Regions from separate parts of the Pan troglodytes genome. Here region 1 is linked to region 2. A link is a contact called in public HiChIP or PLAC-seq data. All regions are on one chromosome and are shown on one strand. The core of a region is the stretch at or near the end of the contact, and the rest is flanking DNA. Distances in the headings are between cores, read along the strand shown. Region 1 holds the start of SEC14L5 (SEC14 like lipid binding 5). Region 2 holds the start of GLYR1 (glyoxylate reductase 1 homolog).

Evidence for each region. HiChIP or PLAC-seq counts read pairs in DNA pulled down with a chosen protein or histone mark.
Region 1: a contact with region 2 is called in an H3K4me3 HiChIP or PLAC-seq map of stem cell-derived excitatory neurons, with 4 times the contacts expected there. The contact joins the promoter of SEC14L5 here to the promoter of GLYR1 in region 2. A contact is called at or near these places in 1 of 7 Hi-C or Micro-C datasets (stem cell-derived neural progenitor cells) and 1 of 1 datasets of contacts at active chromatin or transcription factors (stem cell-derived excitatory neurons).

What each region holds. Positions count from the first base shown.
Region 1 is chr18:7,602,182-7,606,847 of NHGRI_mPanTro3-v2.0_pri, forward strand. SEC14L5 (SEC14 like lipid binding 5) reads left to right here and starts at 1,852. Exons shown (of 16, transcript XM_016929366.3): 1 at 1,852-2,122; 2 at 2,829-2,942. The coding sequence starts at 2,880.
Region 2 is chr18:7,492,451-7,496,753 of NHGRI_mPanTro3-v2.0_pri, forward strand. It overlaps GLYR1 (glyoxylate reductase 1 homolog), which reads right to left and starts at 2,302. Exons shown (of 18, transcript XR_010152255.1): 1 at 2,075-2,302; 2 at 1,019-1,055. UBN1 (ubinuclein 1) reads left to right here and starts at 2,485. Exons shown (of 17, transcript XM_063796595.1): 1 at 2,485-3,057.

The DNA of each region.
Region 1 (4,666 bases), core at 602-3,101, 110 kb after region 2:
GTAAGATCCTTCCCAACATGCGGGCAGCTGAATAAGGCAGCCACTGCCCCTGCCCTCAGGGAGCTCACAGTCTCCTGAGAGAGACCTCCAGGAACCCACAGATACATAAAACGAATAAATGCAATATTAGAATGTGATGCAGGCTAGGAAGGGCAGAGAGGTGGTTTTCACAGGGTGCAGTGACATACTCTAAATATATCAGGGGTTGTCCATCTCCCTGGCCACCTCTGACTTCCCCTGCTTGAAGGGGTGAATTCACCCCACGCTGGCACGTAGTAGGTGCTCAGTAAATGTTGAATGAGTGAATACATGGATGACAGCACTGTCCAGAGCCAATTTCTTGGCTCTTGTAGGCTAAACAGATGAGGAGTGGCAAGGCAGGACTTCTGGGAGCAAGGTTGGTCCCCTGGGAGTCCTGGGAGGGCTGAAAGGGGTTAAGTGTGAGTTAAAATGAGAGTGATGGACAAATGTCACTCTCCCAAGGGAGGCCCCCTTACTCCCTGTTTTATTTATTTATTTACTTATTTATTTTGAGACAGAGTCTTGCTTTGTTGCCCAGGCTGGAGTGCAGTGGCCAGGTAACAGCTCACTGCAGCTTTGAACTTCTGGGCTCAAAGGATCCCCCTGCCTCAGCCTCTTGAGGAGCTGGGACCACAGGCACGTGCCAACACGCCTGGCTAATTTTTTTTTTTTTTGCGACCGAGCTTTGTTCTTCTTGCCCAGGCTGGAGTGCAATGGCGCAGTCTCGGCTCATTGCAACCTCCGCCTCCTTGATTCAAGCGATTCTCCTGCCTCAGCCTCCCGAGTAGCTGGGATTACAAGTATACGCCACCATGCCCGGCTAATTTTGTATTTTAGTAGAGACGGGGTTTCCTCATATTGGCCATGCTGTTCTCGAACTCCTGACCTCAGCTGATCTGCCCGCCTTGGCCTCTCAATGTGCTGGGATTACAGGCGTGAGCCACCGCGCCCTGCCTAAACGAAAAAAAAATTTTTTTGTAGAGATAGGGTCTTGCTATGTTACCCAGGTTGGTCTCCAACTCCTGGGTTCAAGCGGTCCTCCCGCTTCCGCCTCCTAAAGTGTTTGGATTACAGGCGTGAGACATGGCGCCCGGCTTCTTACCTGTTTTAAATTGTCCTTTCTCTCCGCTGGCTCCTTGAGCCCCTTTCCTGCTTATTTTTCTCTCGTGAGAGTTTTTCACCACCTCACACATCATATATTTGCCTTATTTATTGAGTGTCTGTCTCCCCACCGTAGTATAAACTCCACGAGGGCAGGGATTCGTGCGTGTGGCTCACCGGCGGCTCTCCAGCGCCTGGACAGGGCTGACCCCCAGCAGGCGCTCTGTGAAGGTGTGCAGAGTGGGCGAAGGTGCATGCGCGGGCCGTGGGGCGGGGACAGGTGGAGGAGCCAGTCAGACCCAAGTGCAGCGGGACGAGGGCGAGGTTAATCTGAGCAAGAAAAGCGTAAACTGTGCTTATCTACAAATGTAAACAGTACTGTCGGCCAGACGCAGGGTCCGGGGCGGATCGGCCCGGACTCAGGGTCCGCTTGGAGGCAGAGCTAGATTAGGGCGGGGTCGTCCTGTGGCCGACCATTCCAGAGGCTGAGGACCTTGGAGGGCGGGGCCAGTGAAGGGGGAGGGGACTTCCTGAGGTATGACCAATCTAGAGAAAGGACTGGGCTGAGGGCGTGGTCAAACGAGAGACATCTAAAAACAAGGGGCGGGGCTAGAACCAGGGGGGAGTTCGCCTGGGGCGGGGCCAGAGTGGGGCGGGACAAGTTAGGGGGCGGGGCCAACCTGGGCGGGGCCATGGCCGGGGACGTGGGCGGGGCCCGGTCAGGGGCGGGGCCAGGCCAGGATCTCCGCTGTCCCGGGTCCTGGAGCTCTCTCGGCCCGGCAGGTCTCGCTCCCGCCCCTCCGGCCTTCCACAGCGTTCCTTTTTGCAGGGTGTTCAAGGCGGGACACACCAGGCTAGCGAGCCGCGATCGGGCCCCGCCTCAGGCGCTGCGCTCCAGGCCAGGCGGGCGCGGGAGCCCGTAAGCGCTCAGCTCGCGAGCCAGGCGGGCTTCCAGGGCACTTCCCCTAGGCTGCATTCCCAAAGGCTCCCGAGGGCGAGGGTGAGCAAAGCTGCGGGGACCTGTGTGTGCGAGTGCCTCTACGTGTGTGTACGTGTGTCTGCATGTGCGCACGGGTGTGTGTGCGTGTGTGCACGTCTGTGCACACCAGGGGAATTGCGTGCGTGGAGTTGGGCAGGTGCGTGTTTCAGGGTGTGTGTGCAAAGTTGGAGGCGTGTGCAAAAGCAGTCCCGTGTGGGAGGGAAACCTGCGTGTGTGCATGTGTGTGATAGAGACAGTGCTGTGAAATGTGGTGAAGGCTGTGTGTGTATTTCAGGGTGTCTGGGAGGAAAATGGGAGGGCAGGTGCAAGGAGACTTGGGGGTGGGCTGTAGGCCAGCAAGTCTGTGGCAAGCTGCGGGGTGCATGCGTGAAGAGAACCGTGGGAGTGTAAGAATTGCAAATGTGTGTGTGTCTGTGTGGGTGGCCGTAAGGCTTCTGGGGGCCCTCAGTGTGAAGGGGTGGGGGTAGAGGAAAGTTTGGGGGTGCTGACTGCTCTTGGAAGGCTGAGCGTGGTCTGGGGCCATGGCTAATGACAGGGAAGCTGTTGGGGCTTGGCCTGGAGTAATTTGGGGGTAATATCAGCCTTCTCAATTTGAAGGCTGGGGAGCTGTGTGGGTGGGGCCAGGGGCTGCCCCTTACACTTGGTGGGTGGTGTCCCTGCTTCCCGAGGTGGGAGCTGCAACCTCACCAGTCACTCCTCACCCCAGGCTCCGTGCACACCCCTGCCTGGTGACCTCCATTGGTGCTCCAGCGTGAACATGGTGCAGAGATACCAGTCTCCTGTCCGAGTCTACAAGTATCCGTTTGAGCTGGTCATGGCGGTGAGTGACTCCTGATTCTTGGGCCCCCATGTGACAGTTGGAGGGACTTGAGATCAGCTATGGCGGTAGGAAGACGGAGCTCCTTAGACTCCCAGATCAGAAGGAATTAGTGAGTTACTCAGCTGACGTGGTGGGTTTAACTTCTAACCAGTGACCCCTCTGTCCAACCATCCTATCCTCGGCCCAGTGACCAAAACACAAAGTCTTTCTTCCTTCTCCTTGTTGAAGCTGACCTGCTCCCTTACTTTAGACTCTCCTGATAGAAAGCAAAGGTATCAGGGGCCAAGCCACTGCCGTCATTTCATATAATGGCATATCACAGTGATAAATGGAATGGTGGTGATAATGACAACAGCTGTTTATTGAATGTTTACAGCACTGTCTTAACAGATGATGTTTCTTCCAATTCCCGATAGCTGTTATTTTCCCATTTAACCTCCATGAAACTGAGGCTTTGACAGGTGAAGGGATGACACCAAGTTCTATATCTATGCAGAAGTGGAGTCGGGGCTGAGATCCCCACAGAGGAGACTCTAGAACCTCACATTTGACCACAGAGCCCTCCTTCTGCTCACAGACCCCCTTCCCTCCCCTTCAAGGAAGCTGACACTGGGACGAGAGAGAGAATGAGTGGGTAGGTTTGCTTTGTGATGTACTCTGTGTTGTGCAGCAAGTCAGTTGGAGGCCTAGAATTGGCTGCCAGATCCTTGGCCCCCAGGATCACTGGTCTTTGCACCCTGGGGGCAGAAGCTGGACATAGGTGGATGTGGAATTCCTTCTTGGCTCCATCCCTCTGCCTCTCAGCTTCACTTCCCTGCTCAGTAACATGGGGACAATGCTATGAGGTTGCGGGGAGGAGTAAACGAAATAGTTCTTGGTGCTCCTTGCGGTGTGCCGGGCACACAGTAGGAGCTCACAAAATATGCTGTCGCTGTTATTACACCGAAGTCTTGTAAATTAATGTATTGAAAGTGTAAGAAACATTAGCATCCACCCCCATCTGTCCCACCCCAGCACTGACTGCTTAACCCCAGCCTTCTATCCAGGGACTTTCATATCTCTTGGTGGCTGTGTGTGCCTGTGTGTCCAGTCCTGTCTTATTCTATGAATCTACATGCATATATGTTTATTGTCACACAGAGGATTTAAAAGCATCACCAAAATCATCCACATACCTTGTGCTGTTACAGGCAGATGGTTCTAGGACAGCAAAGAGGCAGGAACTGGCTTAGGGTCATATTCTAGCTCCCAAATTGACTAGCTGAGTGACTGTGGGGCAAGTCACTTCACCTCCATGAGCCTCCACTCCCCATCACCAAAATGGGAATCTCCTGGCTTCCAAATCCTGGTGTCATGCTGTGGATTAAATGAATCAATGTGTATAAAGCTCCTGGTACAGGGCTGACGCAGACCAAATGCTCACTGAGATCCAGCTATGATTGTTACTGTTTTTGCAAGTGGCTGAGTGACTTTGCTTCTGCATAATGGGAGTGGAACACCAGGGGATGGTGAAGAGATCCAGGGATGTGAATTCAGATGCCTTAGGGTTCTGCTGTGCTCTGCCATGCTCTGGTTGTATGTTTTTAGAAAGTTGCTGAACTTAAGCCGGGTGCAGTGGCTCACACCTGTAATCCCAGGGCTTTGGGAGGCCGAGGTGCGTGGATCACAAGGTGAGGAGATCAAGACAATCCTGTCTAACATGGTGAAACCCCAACTCTACTAAA
Region 2 (4,303 bases), core at 1,052-3,551:
AGGATAAAAGGGGGGAAAAAGTTTGGCTGGCAACACAGCAGCCCACTTTCTAGTGGCTCCACATTGCTCTACACAGTTCTACGTTGCTAAGAAAAAAGTAAATTAAAAGGACTTACTTACAAATAAATTTATTTATATACAAAACAGAACCCAAGGCCTAGTACTTGTCTAAATCTCCCATTTTTCTATTGAGGTGTATGGAAATGTGTAGATATTCTAGAAGTTCCCAATATTTAACATGTAGCACAGTGCTCAGTAGACACAATATCCCTTTTACTGCAGTGGCCCTGTTTTACAAGCAGTTAAAACTAAGATCAACAGCATCCCCTGCCCCCCACCACCCCACCCCTGCCCCAATGTGACCCCATCATTACTGAAAAAATGCAGACGACACTCTTTGAAATACTTCCTGTGCAGGAAGGGTTGACACAGGACATAGTGAAAACAAAGGACAACCGAGGCACAGAAAACACCATATTGCAAAGAGACCATCTAAAGACACTTCCCGGGCTCCAAGCAAGAATATAAAAACACAACATTTGGAAAGCAATGATGGATCACCTCATGCAAAATCTGGAATGCCAACTTCTGCAAAGAGGCACTGGAGTAGCACATATGGTAACATGGAAAGAAGATTTAAACTTAGTTGGGACAAAAATACTTTGGCTTTTCACTAACCTACATTTAGACTTTCTTCCTGGATAATTTATATTTTCTTCTCCTTTTGTTACATTTAAGCATGAAGCTAAATTCAGACTAGGATTATTTCCGGGGTTAAAAAAGAAACTTCATAAACCTCCTCTAAATCAAGAAATAAGCGTTTAGAGCAGATTTAATGATCTGGTGTATACTGCATTGCCTTTTAAAAAATAACCGATACTAGGGGAAAAAAAATTCTAAGTGCCATCTGAATGAGCCCAATTTAACTCAATACTAGAAACTGAGAGGAATGCATCTTACATTCTCCACCTCCTCAAACCCAACTTCAGATATCTTCCTTTAGTAGCAAGACACTCACCTTTCCTGGCCAAGGAGGATATCGGCCGAGTTTCCCCCTAGAGAAAACACAAAGAGTCAACACTTGCCCTGGAAAAGCCAGTCCATCTCCTTCAACCCACTCAATACGCAATTTATTTTCCTAAATCTCCGCTGGCATCCTCAAATGCCGAAACAAAAGCTTTCACAGCTGGGCCCAACACCCTCAGAAGTAAAATGCAAAATTGTATACTTATGTGCACAACGTATATCCATTCTTCTGTTGACAAGGAATACAGAACAACACAACTGTCAAAAGTCACTTGTCTAGAGCTTCTTAATGACGGGGGTGGGAAGACAGCTTCCTTTGTAAACACAGACTTTCCCTCCCTAAGTCTGGCTTAATTCAACAGGAGACCTGCCTGGCTTTGACAAATGCTAATGGAAGCCTTCCTCTGGGTGGAGAAACAAGCTACGCAGCTCGAGGGAGGCGGCGACAATCAGTCTTGGTTCGGGCGGTTGTCTGGGACACAGAAGCAGACCGCGGGAGGCACCCAAGCCTGCACTGGTCACTGCCAAGCCATCGGTTGTAAAGAACTCCCCCCGCCATTTCTTCGCGGGGCAACGCCAGCAGTCTGGCTTAGACACCCCCGGCTGAGCCGCCCGCACAGGTCGGCTGCATCGCAACCTGGGCTTTGACCGAATGGCACCGGCGAGATGGACTCGCAGGTCCTGTCCCCGGCGCTTCTGCTTTCCGGGAAGCCCCAGCAAGACCCCGGGGACCCGTCGTCCGGGGAAGCCTCGCGGCACCGGCGGCTCCCTTCACGGGGGCCGCCAGTATCTGGGCCCCGAGTGCAGACCCCACCCAGCCGGCCTCGGGGATCAAAGCCGGTGCCCGCCGTGGCCACCCTCGGCCTCGGTCCCCCGGGACTAGACTGCCCCTTCCGCCTGGCGCCGCTCGCAAGCGCCGGCACCTTCTCTTCCCCTCTCTCCGCGACCTGGAGCGCATAAAAAGGCAGCTCCGGGGCCGGCAGCGAACCCCGCGCCCAGGCGGGCAGCTCCCCGGCGCGTCTCGGTTGGCCCGGCCGCTCGTACTCACCACACCAAGTCGCCGAGCCGCAGACTCACAGCCGCCATCTTACCACCCAACCACCGCCGACGCACGGGCCGCTGGGAACAGCAAGTCGCCCCGGCGCCGCCCATTGGAGTGGGCCCGACCACGTGACGGGGGCCGGCTGTCACCGGCCACGCCGCTTCTCTGACGTCACCGCGCCCGTCGGGGATCATTGGCCGACCGAGGGGCACGTGACGCGAGCGCCGCGGTCTCCGCGCGCCGGAGCGCAGAGACTCCCGGCTCCTTCCCCCTCCCTTCGGCTCGTGACAACGAAGCGCCCGCGGTCTGAGGCGGCGGCGGCGGCGACGGTGCGACCGGCTGAGCGCGAGAGGGAGCCGGCCTCGCGGCTCGCCCCGCCCCCGGGTCTTGGACTCCGCGCCCCTCCCCTCTCGGCGCTTCCGTTACGCCCGTTGGTCCGGCGCGGGCCCCGGGGCCATTCCCGAGCCCGAGGCGCTGGTCGGCCCCGTCGCAGCGCCAGTGAGCTACCCTGACGGAGCTCGGCGCGGCCTGGAACTCAGTCTCCGCCGGGTCTGGGCTCCCGCGCCCGGCGACTCTGCTTGGCCGCAGGCCGGGAGGCCCCGGTATCCGCGCCCGTCCGCTCCCGCCGCCCGTGTTCTTTGGAGCGCTCCTCCCGACGGCCGCTTTCGGAGGCGCCGTCTGAGCGCGGGGTCCCGCGCCGCAAGTTCTCCTGGGGCGACCGGAGGCTGCTCCCCCGACCCCCTGGTGTCCCCGGAGTGGCTGCGCGGACGTCGAGTTGGCATTTCTTCGCTTCCTCCTGGGCCGGCGCGCGGCGCGGCACACCAGGCTCCCCTGGGCGCGGGGACCCGGCCATGGGCCGAGGCGCGGGCCGCCCGCCCGCTGGGAGCCACGGCTTAGGAGCCGACCGCTAGCTGCGCCGCCGCCCGGGGACCGGCATGAGGACCGCCGCGGGGGGACGTCTGCGGCCCGCGTCGGCGCTGGGGACAAAGGTGCGTGTCGTTGTCGGGTCCGGGCTCTCTCGTTAGCCTTGCCCTAGTTCTGCACTTTTGAAAAAGTTGTGACAACAGGAAGACAGATGCCGGGCGTAGTTTGGACACTTTAAAAGTGAACCATGAACTGGGAAGTGTTAACTGCAGTTGAGCGCAGCGTCGGCCCAAACTTCAGCAGACCAGGTAGAATCACAATTTTGCAAAAGATCCCAGTCCCGATCACAGACTCCACAGTGTTAAGGATTGACTTAGACTTGGTGTCGGGCTCTTGTTGAGTCACCGCCAGCTGGCAAAGGTGGCGAGTCCACACGCATTTCCCCAAGACATTGTGGTGGTTAGAGATTTCGGTTGCAAGTCGGTGTTTAGCGTACTGGGTCGTCCCGCAGCCTGATTTTTCTTGGGAGATCAGTTTCCCTGAAGTACCAAGAATTAGCTGCACGGACTGTCATTTACTGCGTGTGTATTTTTAAGACAAAGTGATCTTTAAAGCGTATTTAAGATTCCAGGGAATAATTTGATAAAAATTTAACATATGTTCCTGTTTAAAAATTCTGAATTTGTGAGGAATTGAAGGAGATTTTAATAACTTAAATAAAAACATGAATCTTGGCCGGGCATGGTGGTATAAGCCTGTAATCCCAGCATTTTGGGATGCCGAGGCGGGCGGACCACCTGAGATCAGGAGTTCGAGACCAGCCTGGCCAACACAGTCAAACCCAGTGTCTACTAAAAATACAAAATTAGCCGGGCGTGGTGATGCATGCCTGTAGTCCCAGCTACTTGGGAGGCTGAGGCAGGAGAATCGCTTAACCCGGGAAGCGGAGGTTGCAGTGAGCCGAGATTATGTCACTGCACTGCAGCTAGGCGACAGAGCGAGCGAGACTCGTCCCCCCGCCAAAAAAAAAAAAAAAAAAAAAAGAAAAAAAAATCTCAAATGAACATTGCACCAAAACCTAGAGGCATTCCCCTTAACATCAGAAACATGGTACATTTCTACCACTATTAGATAATAAGAATATATTGCCTAAAACCTGAAAGTTCTAGCCAGTGCAGTAAGACAGGAAACAAAAATAAGAAATGCAATTTTTGGAAAAGGGAAGACAGAATTCTCATTTCCGTGGATGATAGGTCTGCCTATTTTGAAAAAAAAAACAAAAAACAAAACAAAACAAAAACAAAACCAATTAAAATAAGAATTCAGGAAGGGTACTCATTATAAGTTGGAATGCACAATTTAGTTTTTCTG